Linked DNA regions of Gossypium hirsutum: region 1 is linked to region 2. The links are chromatin contacts, called in public Hi-C maps. All regions are on one chromosome and are shown on one strand. The core of a region is the stretch at or near the end of the contact, and the rest is flanking DNA. Distances in the headings are between cores, read along the strand shown.

Region 1 (4,953 bases), core at 109-2,608, 280 kb after region 2:
TTGTATAACACTTATTTTATTGTTAATTTTACTACTATTTTAGAGGCATTTGCTTGTTAAGTTGAACTTATCTGAGTGTTATTTAAGTATAAAAACTTTTTTTAAAATTTATTTTCAATTTTTCGTGAAATATTTATTTTAATATTTTTAGTTTATTTGGTTTATTATATTTTTAAAAGAAGTTTATATAAATAAAATAAAATTTTAAAAATTTAATATAAATCAAATCTGAATTTTAATATTTTTATTTGAATCGAACTTGAATAAAAACTTAAACTCATTTTTTAGATCGAGCTAAATCCAAACTTAAAAATTGCGGTGAACTTATAATATTCACAAAATTAATTTTGGATAGTATCATATCATATGTATGTAAGTTGCATAAAGTTTTATGTCGTAAATTACACCATATGGTTAAGTTTGTTATTTAATAGCTTTAATTGTACTTTTGATCTAATTATTTCATATAACTATAATATTTACAAACTTAATAACAACTTTTTACAAGTGCAAAAAAAATCATACATAATATATTCATTTTATATGTACTAAATCCTTAGTATTAAATTTTAATTACAACTTATATTCTTTCAAAAAAAATTCACAACTTATATATATAAAATATTCATGACATAATTAAATTTTAAAATTTATTTGTTTTGCAAGTTATAATCTGACATGACATTAATAATTAAAATTCAAAATAAATTATGTTCTAAACTAGTGCTATATGCATACTTAGTGATAATAATGATTATACTAAAAATTGATACATTTTAAACTAAAATTGATGAGTTAGACTACCTGAACTAAAACCTATATATGGTAACCGCACATGATAACTCAGGAATCCATGCACATATTTAAGTTTCGCAGGTAGCTTGTGCAACTTTCACTTTCATTGTAGTTTTCATTTTATCTTAATAAATAATCTTAAACTTATACTATTTTGAGTATCGTTATCATACTATTCAAATAAAAAAAATCTGATAAAAACACATCGAACTATATCATAAAACACAAATTATTAATATATAAATATTTAAGGTAAACTAAATCAAAAGTTACTAAATTATTAATAAATTTAGATTTTAATCACTTAACTTCAAAAAAATTACAAAATAATCATTAAATTATTTAAAAATTTTAATTTAAAAATCGATATTGTATAACCTCCTTTTATCTTTGTTCGGACCTAATCAAATTGATACGCATACAAAATGCATGCGAAATTATTGGACCTAATTAGACCCATCACTCTGACCGAAAAAATTAAGGGCACCAAATCACAAATTTAAGCCCAGCCCACCAAGATTCCGAAACTTCTAGGGTTTCAATCAACTCGCACTATATATTACCCCATTTCCCTTTTTCCTTGTTTCTTTACTTAGGGTTTTTGGGAGAAGAGAATCAGAGCCGCAGCTGCCGCCATCGCCATGGTGAAGTTTCTTAAACCGAACAAGGCAGTTATCGTCCTCCAGGGTCGATACGCCGGCCGCAAAGCCGTCATTGTCAGATCTTTCGACGATGGCACACGTGACCGCGCCTATGGCCATTGTTTGGTTGCAGGGATAAAGAAGTATCCGAGCAAGGTTATCCGCAAGGACTCCGCGAAGAAAACCGCCAAGAAGTCACGCGTCAAGTGCTTCATCAAGCTCGTCAATTACCAGCACCTGATGCCCACGCGCTACACCCTCGACGTGGACTTGAAAGACGTGGTTACCGTCGATGCTCTCCAGACCAAGGACAAGAAAGTGGCCGCTTGTAAGGCAACTAAGGAGAGGTTTGAAGAGAGGTTCAAGACTGGGAAAAACAGGTGGTTCTTTACTAAGCTCAGGTTTTAAGTGTTTTATTGGAACATGTTTTATGCTTAAGTAGTTTTATCGAACAATTTTGAATTTAATGACGGATTTTGAATCTGTTTGGATAAGATATTTCTGGGTTATTATTTTTGTTATTTTATGGAACGTGATTTGCTCATTTCTATAAGAAGTTTAAGCTTTTGAACTATTTTGTGTCCTTTATAATTTATCATATTGTCTTAACGTAGATCTGTAGATCAATGGAGGTTGTGAATTGAATCTTTTAATGTTTGAACCTATTATAATGTCATCACTGTCATTGATTTATTTTTGGATTTTTGAATGTTTTAGCTAACCCAAGAAATGGGTATGCTTTACTGCATTTTGAATATGCTTGGATGTGGCTTTTCTTGGTTATCGCTGTTTCTGTAAATCTGCATTGATCGAGAGATTAAGCTTTTAGTTTAGGGTTTATCCATTATACAAACTATTTGATTCTTAGTTGAAGTGAGCAACATGTGCTTGTGTTTGACTATCGGAAGCTTGAGGTGGCGGAGTGGGGCTTATTGAAATTGGAATCATAATCCATATTGGAGGGCTTGCCGTGCAATTCCAGTGCACAGAGGTTTGTTACCTATAGTTTACTCGTATAACGAGCGTTGCAGTGAACATTATGCACTCGTTACACGACCACCACTTAGAGGAAAGTTCATGCAAGTCAAGCAAATAGTAGGCAATATTCTAAAAAGCAGTGTTTTACAGTTCTAGTTTTCAGAATCTGATCTACTTGGATTTTTTTACCCTGCATTGTTCCTTTGGGTTTAAAGTAGTGTTCGTATTTGTTATACCACCTCCGGAAATGGCTCTACATGTCACCCCTAGAACACCATGCCGCCCATGGACTACCTTCGTCAAGAGTACTTGGCCTCACGCTCATTGATTGCTAAGCTGCCTTATAATGTCTCATTTTCGACCCACGTGGTCATGTTGCAGCCTGTATAAAGGGACAACAAGATGTGACCTTGTCATCAGTTAAACATTGAACATGACATCTCCTCTATCTTTTTTATGTAAGTCCTCTCATTCTTCTAACGAGGGGCCATTCCATTCCAATATATCCTCTACCTTTCAACTTGCTCTCCTTCCCTATAACATTTGCAACTGTCCTGCTACCGTCGATGGTTCTCTGCCTTTTGAGGGTGAACAGCCACCTTTCCTACCAGTTAGTTGGTTTTCACCATTATCAATTTTGTGTTTTATGTTGTACATTTGATTCATCTTTTTTGGACTAGATGGCAATTATTTAATTTTACACATTATATGGGTTTGGATTAGCAATGATTTGCTTAGGGCTTCACATCTATTTAAAGTTACATTATAAAAATTATAAATAAAGGGAGAGATGATACTTTTCTGCCATTTCACACCAATTATAACTTTTTTATTAAGATTTTGAAGTTGATAGTAATTCCTTTTTCAATGTATAACTGCAATGTCAAAATTAGATTTATAATAATAAATTTGTTTCAAATGCCAAATCGACCGCTCATTTTAGATTGTAGAACATCATTTCTCGTTTTTAATGTGTTTTTTTATAATTCTTTTTCAATCTCATAATTTTAAAAAGTTTGAATTCTGCCTTGTAATTTGTATAAGTTGTGGTTGTCCGAATTAAACAAATGATAATAATTAAATTTATTTGGTTAAATCTTGCTATTAATCTTATATATATAAACATGAGATAATATGTTTGCCATGTCAAAATTTAAAAATAATAGCACTTAATGAATTTAATAGCTATCAAAGATCAAAATCTTAAAATTCTAAAAGTATAGAGATTAAAAATGATCATATTAAAGTTATCGACTAAATCCATAACTTATGCATGGTACATAGGCTACTAATAAAATTTAACCTTTCTAAAAACTACAAAACTACACCTGAATAAATTAATGTTATAACTATTGTTTCTCTTCTTCTCTTTTAGTTTTTAATTTTATTACGCTGTACAATTTCTATAGTTTTAATTTTTTTATAATTTAAAAAACTGTGTTAGAAATGAATTTGGATAATAATACCAATATTTTTATGAACTTATTTGTTTCATCACTCAATTTGCTTCGGAAGTTGGAACATGCAATCTTAATGTACACTGAAATGGTGTCTGGATTACAAAATTCATGTAACAGGCGAAGATTGAAAATGAAATCGTGGTAGAAGGTACCTTCATTATCACCTTGTGAAGTATTTGGATCCATACGAACAAAGTATTATTAGAGGGTGCAACTCCAAATCATGTAACAGTTATCGGAACAACTTCTTGAGATGATAATCAAATTGAAAACCATCCATCACGATAAGCAATGGTTATTCAACTAAAAATCTCTTCATGTATTATATACGAAAATTTCAATTATTATTTAATTAGAAATCTCTTCTTGTATCATCTGAATAAGACATAAATTTATAGGGAAGAATCATCAAAGGCAAATAAGTTTTTTACATAAAAGTTTGAATCGATGAGGACATCAACTTTTTAAGAAAATAAATTGAGACAATAAACACGGCGATATAAGTGTTTCGGCCCCAATTGGTTACTCCACTACCTTAACTTTTTACAACTAAGGATTTTTCCAAATTTACTAATTTGACAATCTTTGAGTACAATGTTTAACCTTACAAACTCCCTTAATGTTTCTACCCAAACCCTAAGACAGAATCTTCTTAAAGAGAATAACAAATAAGCAAACTAAGAACAAATCCTTACAAGATTAGAATGTTTGCAAATTAAGCACAAATACAAGAAGAAGCATTTGAGCTGAAATGAATAGAAGGAAATCTCACAAGTGTGTATAAAGAAAATTGTTGAGAATTAAAAGCACAATATTATTTTGATTGATTTTTAAGCTTAATAATCTTTCTTGTTATTGTAGGGTCTTTGAAAGATGATATTTATATCCTTAATTGATTTCCAATTGTTGTGGTTGTTGGGGAAATAAATAGTCGTTGGGGATGAAATAACCGATGCATTTAATTCACCCGCAACCATGAGTATTGGTACTTGCTAACAAAGTATCAATATTTTTAGCATTTAATGCAAAATTCAGTGACCATTAGAGCCAAAAATATCGATACTAGTAAGCTTTTATCG
Region 2 (4,830 bases), core at 1,863-4,362:
GCGGTTTAGATAATTATTGGGCCTAGCTGTTTATTCTGCAGTTTAGATAATTCATGGGCTCATTAAATCAGATCATGATTCTTTGAATAAGCTACCACAATCCTTTAGCTATTAGCATAGTTTACTTCTTCGGGGTTTGAATTCATTGTTAGCAATTCATTCTTTCTTGGTTGTGAAGTTTACTGTTGATGCATTAAGCAAACTGAGTTCAAAGATTTTTTTCAGGAACACGGTGCAGTACTAAGACTCCAGTTTCTGAAAAACCACTTCCTCTTGGCATCAATAAACAAATTTGGGCAGCTTCATTATCAGGATGTTACAATGGGTGAGATGGTAGGCAATTTCCGGACTGGTTTAGGCCGCACTGATGTTATGCAGGTCAATCCATTTAACGGAGTTGTTGCATTGGGTCATTCTAGTGGTACAGTAACCATGTGGAAGCCCACCAGTTCTGTCCCACTTGTAAAGATGCTATGCCATCCTGGACCTGTCTCATCACTGGCGTTCCATCCAAATGGCCATCTCATGGCTACATCTGGGAAAGAAAATAAAATCAAGATTTGGGACTTGAGGAAGTTTGAGGTTATTCAAACAATGCTAGGTCACGCAAAGACCTTGAATTTCAGTCAGAAAGGCTTGCTTGCTGCCGGAACTGGATCATTTATAAAAGTTTTAGCTGATTTTTCTGGATCTCAGAATTATAATAGTTATATGACTCATTCTATGGCTAAAGGTTACCAGGTAGGGAAAGTTTTGTTTCGACCATATGAAGATGTTTTGGGGATAGGACACTCCATGGGTTGGTCTAGTATTCTTATTCCAGGATCTGGGGAACCCAACTTTGATTCTTGGGTGGCAAACCCATTCGAAACATCTAAACAGAGGCGAGAGAAGGAAGTGCACTCTCTGCTTGACAAGCTTCCACCCGAAACAGTAATGTTGGATCCAACCAAGGTTGGTACAGTGAGAGCACCACAAAAGAAAGAGAAGCCAACAAAGAAGGAGATAGAAGCTGAAATGGATGCTGCCATTGAAACTGCAAAGGATACCGACTTTAAAAAGAAAACAAAGGGAAGGAACAAGCCGAGTAAGAGAGCAAAGAAGAGACAAGAGATGATTGAAAGAGCCAAGAAACCACTCTTGGAACAACAAATACAGGAACATGAAACGTCTAGAAAGAAGCAGAAAACCAATCCGGAAATTGAAATGCCGAAAAGTTTACAGCGGTTTGTTCGTCAGAAAGCAACTTAATTATCTTTGATACGATTGCATTAGCCATTCTAGAAGATCAACCTGTTTTAGTCTTTCCCACAATTTTGTGCTCATCTGACCTAAAGAAGCATTGGAGCCAGGTAGAGATAGGCACCATTGAATTGTATTCTCACTGTTCTATACATACAGAAAAGGAAGCTAGAATTTGCTTAATTTTGTTGTTTTTTAGCATGGAACTTTTATTTTGTAGAATGAATGCCAGAAAACTGGTTTTTAAATCTCGTGTTGAGAATTGGCTTAGGGTATTTGTTCTTACTTTTTTCATGGCATTTTGAGTTGAGATTGTATTTATATCATTCTTGCGGTGGATTTGAGTTATGTTTCAGTATTATAGTTTGAAATAGAGTTTGTGTGGTTCAATATTAACGTCTCCCCGAGTGCTTCGAGGTTAGGGCACTCTTTTTAGAACATCGGACTGATCCGGCTATAATTTGGAATAAGGGTTGAACAGAATGATTTATGAATGGGTATGAACAGGTTGAATCGATTATTATTTTTTATAATTCCTTTATAATTTATTTAATTAAATTACATAAATTGATTAGATTAGAAATTGATAGTTTAATTAATTTGATAGCCTATTAATCTGAATTATTAGAGTTTTTATAAAAAAAAAGGTTAGTTTAGCATTGTTTTTTAGAAGGTTTTTTAAAAAGTGATTTTGAAAATTATTCTTGAAAAGTGTTTTTCAGAAATAAAATGTTTATTTTAGACATGGTGTTATAAAGTAATAAATATGTATTTAAATAATGTTCAAATTAGTTAATATATGATATTTTAGTAAGAATATAAAAAATAATTTATTATAATTTATTAATATTTTAATATATGAAATATAAATTTTAAATATTTTTTAAACAATTAATATTAATTATTTATAAAATTTAATTTAAATATATAAATGATATTTTAATATTTAAAATATAATCAATAAAAATTTAAATATATAATATTATATATTTAAAATAAATTTTAATAGTAAAATAATTACATAATATAAATATTATATAAAATATTTTATAAGGGTTAAAGTTATTTTTTATTCTTAAAAATGCTTTTGTCAAAAAGTAAAAGTTAAAAAAAACTGTTTCTACTGGGTTCAAAAACACTTTTCAAAAGTAATGTCGAATTTAAAAGTTGCTTGTTTAATATTGTTTATGGCTCTAAAAGTATTTTTGACTTCAAATCATTTTTTAGAAGCAATGTTAAACTAAAAGTCAGTTTAGCATTACTTCTCAAAAATACATTTGGAACAAAATGTACTTTTAAGTAAAAATATTGTTTAATAAAATGTTTTTGAGTTTTTCAAAAATGATATTGAGACAAAAAAAAATGTTTTGAAAAAATACTTTTTTAACCAAAAATAGAAGTTTTAGCTTTTAGTTAAAAGTGGGTTTTTTTTAGCCCAAAAGTATTTTTAAAAAGTATTGTTAAATTAATCTTAAACTTTAGCTTAATTGACATCAATACTATTGTCACTTTAAAAGAACCTGAGTTCAAATATATTAAAATGTATTATTCTCTTATCTAAAAGTTTTAGATGAGTTACAAATAATTTTAAATATTGTATAAAAAATTTATATGTTTGAATTTGATTTCCTAAAAGGAACAGTTTGCTGGCTGGCACTTAATTGAAATGTCTGATTTTTTTTTTCTTTCAAATATACCGGTAAACACGGCTTTTGTTGAAACACTCACTCTTATCTTTGAGTTGCGTATTGTTTTGGCTAATTATCTTACCAGAAAACGGAAACGTAAAAAACATGATTGATTTTTGGATCATGCACTTACACCCATTATTATTATTATTATTATTATTATTATTATTATTATTATTATTATCTTTCTTGTTTTTGGACTCATCTCCATCTTTGTACACCATTGCCGATTTGCCATTGCTTTCAATCCAAACACTATGTCGTGGATTTCCTTGTTTTTTCTTGGTAAATTGCCTCACTTTGTCGGAAGAAGAAGCTAAAAGCTGTCCCCTTGCTTCTAGCTCAATCCCCCACTTTCAGCATTAACCAAGGCTCAACAATAGTTAATGCCCTTACATAAAATTTATTATAAGCTGCCATGTGAAGAATTCAATACTTAATACCCTCATAATATTTTCAGTTCCCATATGAAGAATTGAAATAAGCAGAGGAAAGTGAGTGAAAAAAAAATGGATAAAACCCAGAGTATTCCAACCATTGATCTTTCAGATTTTCCAGCACAGTATGAGAAACTAAGGCGATCATCTGAAGAATGGGGTTGTTTCAGGGTAGTCAACCACAACATCCCTTTTGAATTGATGCAGGAAATGAAGCAAGTTGTGAGATCATTGCTTGACCTCCCCATCCAAATCAAGCAAAACAACGTCGATGTCATTGCCGGCAGTGGTTATTGGGCTCCCAGTCCTAAAAACCCTCTTTATGAAGCTTTGGGTCTCTATGATATGGCCTCCTCCCAAGCTGTTCATACCTTCTGCTCTCAGTTGGATGCCTCTCCTTCACAAAGGTCTGCCCCCCCCCCCTTTTTTTGATTTTGTCTTCATGGGATTGTTCTTGTTCGATTTTAGATTTTGAATACCCAATTTGAAGTTCATATGATTCGACATGTTCAAATGAATTTCGGTTTGATTTATTTTGACCCAGAGACACAGTAGCGAAGTATGCTAAAGCAATTCATGAGGTAATCATGGATATAGGTGGAAAAATAGCAGAGAGTATGGGATTGAAGGGTGATTACTGCAAGGAATGGCCTTGCCAATTTAGGATAAATAAGTACCATTTCACCCCTCAATCTGTAGGCTCGGCTGGGGTTCAATTACACACTGATTCTGGCTTCTTAACAATACTTCAAGACGATGAGAATGTTGGTGGACTTGAAGTGATGGACAAATCTGGTGAATTTGTAGCTGTTGATCCCTTGCCTGGCAGCCTCCTTGTCAATCTTGGGGATATGGCCACGGTGAGCTAATAATCCCTTTCTTTAGATGTGGCAGTTCGTGTATTCTCGTGTCGTAATCTTGTTGTTGATTCTGATTCAGGTATGGAGCAATGGAAGGTTACACACGGTGAAGCATAGAGTGCAATGCAAGGAGGCGAAAACTAGAGTGTCGATCGCCACGTTCCTCTTGGGACCGAAAGAGGAAGCGGTGGATCCGCCACCGGAGCTGGTGGATTCGGACCATCCGCGGCTTTACAACTCGTTCACGTACGAGGAGTACAGGAAGCTGCGGCTGTCGACGGAATTGCAAGCTGGTGAGGCTCTTGCACTTGTACATACCTGATCTTAAAGAAAGATTGTGTAAAGCATATTGCAATGTAATGAAAGTCCTCCACTTCTGCCCTTTGTTTGATGAATAAAGCATGAATTTAAATTTCCTAGAAATGAAGTAAAAAGTAAAAATAATCCATACTCATTTCCAACATATAATGACTGTATATTCCATTGCCAAAGGGGTTGCCTGAACCTCCGGATTTGCATTTTTGCGGAGAAATTGGCCCTAAAATTTTCAGATTGGCCTTAAAATCTCTAAGATGTGGCAAGAGGTAAAAGTATCATGACTTT

Evidence for each region. Hi-C and Micro-C count contacts between places; a contact is called where the count stands out from the background.
Region 1: a Hi-C map of leaf shows a contact between it and region 2, with 2.3 times the contacts expected there. The contact joins the promoter of LOC107954863 here to the promoter of LOC107954857 in region 2. A contact is called at or near these places in 3 of 34 Hi-C or Micro-C datasets (hypocotyl and leaf).

The regions. Positions count from the first base shown.
Region 1 is chrD07:49,779,533-49,784,485 of Gossypium_hirsutum_v2.1, forward strand. It overlaps LOC107954863 (60S ribosomal protein L27-3), which reads left to right and starts at 1,359. Exons shown (of 1, transcript XM_016890550.2): 1 at 1,359-2,010. The coding sequence starts at 1,437. The coding sequence ends at 1,844.
Region 2 is chrD07:49,495,335-49,500,164 of Gossypium_hirsutum_v2.1, forward strand. LOC107954857 (2-oxoglutarate-dependent dioxygenase DAO) reads left to right here and starts at 3,113. Exons shown (of 3, transcript XM_016890543.2): 1 at 3,113-3,774; 2 at 3,912-4,227; 3 at 4,307-4,650. The coding sequence starts at 3,440. The coding sequence ends at 4,549. It overlaps LOC107954856 (probable U3 small nucleolar RNA-associated protein 7), which reads left to right. Exons shown (of 7, transcript XM_016890542.2): 7 at 226-1,632. The coding sequence ends at 1,251.